Linked DNA regions of Mus musculus: region 2 is linked to region 1. The links are chromatin contacts, called in public HiChIP or PLAC-seq maps. All regions are on one chromosome and are shown on one strand. The core of a region is the stretch at or near the end of the contact, and the rest is flanking DNA. Distances in the headings are between cores, read along the strand shown.

Region 1 (2,700 bases), core at 21-2,520:
CCTTCCTCAATGAAACTGTTAATAAAAATTAACTGAAAAAAAATCACTTCTAAGAAAAGACTCTGCAAGCCATTAAGGGCTTCCTGCATTAAGCCAGGACCAACTATTAGGTCATCAAACAAGGACAGACAGGAAGTTTGCATATAATAAATTGAAGGTGAGTGTGCTATTCTGCTTTGAGGAAGCTATGATTGTGAACACTGTATAATTTCTCTGGCAGATCTGAAACTGATCTCACCTAAATTCCAAACTTGGGGCTGAGGTATTTAAACCTTGACCATGGCAATGACCCAGTCTTTAAGGGTCAGAACTCAACTTCATTATCTGCAGCCCTAAGATCTCTGCAAAGGAGCCACTGCGACACTCCGGCCGCACCAGCTGGTCCTATATTTAGTTACTGTTGTGGTCAACTGGGAACTTTAGAGCCTGGCAGCCGCTCTGCGGGGCAACCGGAGCCTCCGCAGCCATGCGCACGATCTGCCCCACCGCTGGCTCCGCTGGCTCCAGACAGACTTCGGGACCCTGCTGAAGCCAAGAGCTGATGTGGCGAGGTAAGGGGCACAATGCTAATCACACCCCAACAGTCCCAAAGGTCCACTCGAGACCAGAGCAGAGATGACCCACTTTCTCACCCAGGGGAAAGAGCCCGCTGGGGCAATGAGCTGGACACGTTGGCGCCTGGTTTCGCAGCTCAGCTTTAGAGTTGGGGAGCCCCGCGTGAGCATCCTTAGACTGTACCGACAGTACACAGTGGCCAAGGACAGGATCCCTGGACCCCATTCTCACAGCCAGTGGCTGCTCGTCTCCAGCCTCGCGCTGGCCTGGCAGACAGGAACTGGGACAAATGGAGCAAGCAGAGGGGGGACGCTGGTGATCGCAGAGGCCGGGGGCGTCCCACGCTGCCAGGGGCGGAGAGGCACACTCCCAAGTGACATGCGCAGCTGCCTCTCCCGATGGGCAAGGGCGTCTCACTGGGGAGACGGAAGCCGGGCTGTCCGAGAGCTCTAACCACGAGCCTCCCACTACCGCAAGCGATAGTCCATGACCTCTGGGCACCGCCCGAGCCATGACTCGGTGCTACCAGGTGTGCTGGGGGAGGGGAAGGGACACGGCCAAGCCCAGTGCTTTCCCTTCTGCCCCTGCCACGCTCGGCCTCTGGCCACCGTTATTCAGCGCGGCGCGAAGCCTGTGGGCCGCTGGAGGCAGCACTTACGGCGACAATGCGTCCTAGAGCCCAGCGCCCAGCACTCACGCTCCCGCGGCGACCGACGGCACCCGGTGCAAGTTCTGAGCCCGAGGGGCGGAGCCAAAGGGGCAGGGAGCTCAGCGCGCACGGCCGCTCAGCCAATAGTGACACCAGGATACGACCCAGGGCGGGGAGGGGCCAGCGCTCCGCCCGCGCGCACCAATCAGCGCGCAACTCCTCCTGCGCGCTCGGGAACCAAGGGAGGAACCGCTTTGTGTGGAGTCGGCAAAGCCAGCGCGCTAGGGGCGGGGCCCTGCATCTTCTTGTGTAGGATGCTTCTCCAGGCTGGATTTTATTTTGTTTTTAATTCCACGGATGAGCCGGGTTCAGCAGATCGGGGAACTTTGGAAAACGCAAAGAAACGCTAATTGAAGCCGCACTGTAACTTCATCTCTTCAGACTAAAGTAAACATGGAACTAAAGTCTACCTGCTTCACGGGTCGCTGTGAGAACTGATGAAGGGACTGTGGAGTCCAGCGCTGCTGCGACGCAAAAACACAACTCTCACCTCAAAGGGGATCAGAGATGGCTTATCCTAGAGCCAAATAGGAGCGACCCTAGCCCGGGAACACAAATACAGGTTATTCCATGTCCCAACATGGTAACAGTTTGATAAAAATTGTGAATTATTTTGTGCTTTTTTTTTTTTTTTTTAGTTATTTTATGCGTGTTTGCCCGCGTGTGTATTTGTGCACCACCTATGTGTCTGGTGTCCTCAGAGGCCAAAAGAGGGGTCAAATCTCCTGGGATTGGAGTTGCAAACAGCTATGAACCATCCTGTACATGATTGGACAACCCTTGCAAAGGAACGGTGTAGCTGTCTCTCCAGCCTCTTAATGAAGAACAAAGAAAAACGTAAAAACAAGGCACTTTTCAATTGTATTGGTGAGGATATCAGGTAAACAGGCTACAGCAAAGGAGAAAAAGATCTCAGCTATAGGCCCCAGATGCTAGCCTGAGAGCATTCTTAGCCCTTTGGTTGATCGGAAACTAGAGATCTGTTCTTGCACTCTGACTTACTGGATAGTTACAAAGATGTTAAGCCAAGTAGAGGGCAGAGCAATCAGTAGTTGTTAAAGGACATAAAGATGCCACAAAATGCCAGTCTGGCTCTGGACCTGCAACATTTTAACCCTTTTGTGTCACTAAATTTCTAGTCAGTAAATCAGACTAGCAAAAGATGCTGCTGTTCTTTTGAGTAATTTGTATTCACGGCTGCCAGACTAGCCACCAGGACCACAGCTTCTAAAATGTAGCCACTTCACAGATCTCCTGTTGTGTAACAGTTTCCAAAAACACTGCTTCCTGTAGGAAGCTCCTTAAGCAATAAGCACTTAAAATAGCTTTGGGAACCTCCTTAAAGAGGAAGGTAAACAAACTCAAATTAGCTTCAGGAAGTCCCTGAAACTGACCAGGTTCACTAGGCCCCTCCCTACCAGGCTAAGCAATAAACT
Region 2 (2,700 bases), core at 129-2,628, 240 kb before region 1:
CATCCAGGCTTCTCAGGAAGGAAAATTTCAACATTGACACACAGGGTAGCCACATCTCCACTGTGGCCTCGAGGCAGAAGAGGCTCCTGAAGTGTGACTCAATAGGCTATGATATCTGTCCCCTCTTCCACTGGGGAAGGGAGGCGATGGCTCCCCTCTTTGGACACCAAAGACCAGGCTGAGAGTGAGCACTCTAGGGACAGCTGCTGAGGAATGCACCCCTAGATATACCGTTGAAAAACACCCCATGCTAAAAGGGACTGGCTGATAGAATGAAGAGGAGAAGGAAAAGAAGCACTCACTTTGGCATAGACACTCCTGCACTCAGACACACACACACACACACACACACACACACACACACACCCCAAGTGACCTGCCCATCCCTGGCCATTGCCAACCTGCATCTCCCTCCAGACAAGGCCCACTGGCTGTACAGTACTTGATAGGCCCAGCTCTAGTGAACAGGAGGTGACTTAGGCCAGTGTTGACATGCAGTCCCTTGAGAGTGTGGCTGAGCACTTGGGGTGTGTTGGCAGGGGACACAGGCTCATGTTAGAAGCTGATGCTAGCCTTGGTTCATAGGTGCTGAGTGGGGAGATCTGGAAGTTTCTTTCCAAACTACACCTGTCCTCCCCCGGGGGCCTCAGCTCTTAAGACAGCTGAGCATTCCCCCCCCACACCCCTAAATCCCAGGGTCAAAATTATCTTAGTGAGCTATGGGGATGTGTGGAGTGTGTGGTCTTGGAAAGAACAGGGTGCCTGGGAAGAGGGGGAGGAGGGAGGAAGAAAGAGTAAGAGAGAGGGAGAGTGGGAAAGGGAAAGAGAGAGGGGGAGGAGAGAAAGAGAGAGAGGGAGAGAGAGAGAGAAGAGAAGGGGATTCAGTCATTGCTGGTCTCGCTTTTTCTAACAGAACCCCTATTTCACAGGGGGGCGGGGTGAAGCAGGCCTCCAATGCACCCCTGGGTAACCCTACTCACTTTCTCTGAGATTCCTAAGGGTCTCCCGCTGCACTCAGACACCTCAGTCCTTCTGTCTGAGACCCTCCCAAGATCAAGGCCACGCCTGCCCCGCTACCCCTGCGCGTCCTGCTTCCCCCTCCCAAGACCCCAAGTTCTTCCCGGACAGATTTAGCGGACATTGAGGAGCAATGAATCCCGAGGAACCTGGTCCTCCGGACCGGCGTTAAGTATCCTAGGCAACGGCCCCCTCCTAATTCCGCGGCCCCTGTCATGCCCCTAGTGTACCCCACGCCGCGCGAGGGAACAAGGATCCCCAGTGACCTCACCTGTAGCGGTCCTTGGTCCTCGCGTCTTCCGGCGCTGAGGCCCCGTGTCGGGGCGTGCCCATCACTGTCTCCGGGTCGCAGCCCCGCCCCGAGCCCCGCCCCCGAGCCCCGCCCCTCCCGCTGCCCTGGAACTGACCTTGACCGCCTACCAGCCGCTCCCTACTTGGACACTCCCAGCGCTGATGCAGCCTAGCTAGCCTCTCAGCCTGCCAAGATCCTGCGCCTTAGTTTTGCCAGGGGTTTCTGGGAGACAACCGAGAGCCTCCCCAACACACACACACACACACACACAAACACACACACACACACACACACACACACACACACACACACACACACACTAGCTTTGCCATCTGCACACATGTGCATACGGACTGAGCGCCTGCTGTTCGCCCAGTCTTTGGTCCTGCACTGGAGCTTTAAAATGGAGAGCGGAACCGGTATATCCTTTGGTTATATGGTAGCCTGGAGAAAGAAGGGGTTTAACACAAGACTCAGGAGCTGTTTGCCTATCCTGAGTGCCCTGGATTTCTTACCCACAGAAGCAGAGCACGGTGGTGCATACCTGTAATCCTAGCATTTAGGAAGTAGAGGCAAGAGGGTTAGAAATTGGCTACTGAGTCCACTTTGGACTTCCTGAGATCCTGTCAAAAAAATGAAGCCATCAAACCACCACTGCTGACAGACTGCAGTGGTGCAGCCTTTAATCCCAGCACTAGGGAGGCAGAGGCAGGAGGATGTCTGTTGAGTTTGAGGCCAACTCGGAGCAAGTTCCAGGACATCCAGGGGCTACACAGAGAAACCAGGTCTCAAAAACCCTACAAAACAAAACAACAACAACAAGAAGACAAACAAAACACTACCACATCTCCTGTCACCTACTGCTGTAAGGAAGCTTGGAGATCAAAAAGTATTCAGGCCTCTCTCCCATACTGAAGTCAGCCCTGAGCAAGGGAGAGAAGCAAGCATGTGTGCCAAGTCACAGAAGGATGCCAGAGATAGGAAAGCCAGAGCATTCGAAGCTACATAGGGGAACGATAGGGCATCTGTCTCCAAGCAGATATTGTCCCCTACCCTAGGGGCAGTAGGCAAGTGTCCGTGAGGTCACGTACATACCTGAGCAGGGTGTACTAACTCATGCTTGTACCCACAGCCACTGGGGAGGCTGAGACAAGGAGGTTTACAAGTTCAAGGATATCCTGGGCTACAGTGAGAGACCCTGTCTCAAACATACATAGGCAGTAGGTAGCATTTCTTTATTTGGTTGGTTGTTTTGTTTTGCTTTGAACACTTGTTTTGATGAGAATTTCACACATGAACATTTCCATCATTTCCATCCTGTCTTCTATAATTGCTACTGTTGCACACACAGAAACAGACAGAGACAGAAGCTACCTGAAGGGCTCCAACAG

Evidence for each region. HiChIP or PLAC-seq counts read pairs in DNA pulled down with a chosen protein or histone mark.
Region 2: an HNF4G HiChIP or PLAC-seq map of pancreatic cancer cells shows a contact between it and region 1. The contact joins the promoter of Aifm2 here to the promoter of Lrrc20 in region 1. A contact is called at or near these places in 3 of 39 promoter capture datasets (liver, neural stem cells and stem cell-derived epiblast-like cells), 2 of 484 Hi-C or Micro-C datasets (embryonic stem cells and neutrophils), 3 of 115 datasets of contacts at active chromatin or transcription factors (bone marrow-derived macrophages, embryonic stem cells and pancreatic cancer cells) and 2 of 9 other capture datasets (adipose tissue and pancreatic islet).

What each region holds. Positions count from the first base shown.
Region 1 is chr10:61,474,403-61,477,102 of GRCm38.p6, reverse strand. It overlaps Lrrc20 (leucine rich repeat containing 20), which reads right to left and starts at 1,270. Exons shown (of 5, transcript NM_153542.1): 1 at 1,214-1,270. D830039M14Rik (RIKEN cDNA D830039M14 gene) reads left to right here and starts at 422. Exons shown (of 1, transcript NR_166099.1): 1 at 422-1,876.
Region 2 is chr10:61,713,941-61,716,640 of GRCm38.p6, reverse strand. It overlaps Aifm2 (apoptosis-inducing factor, mitochondrion-associated 2), which reads right to left and starts at 1,378. Exons shown (of 10, transcript NM_001284300.1): 1 at 1,289-1,378.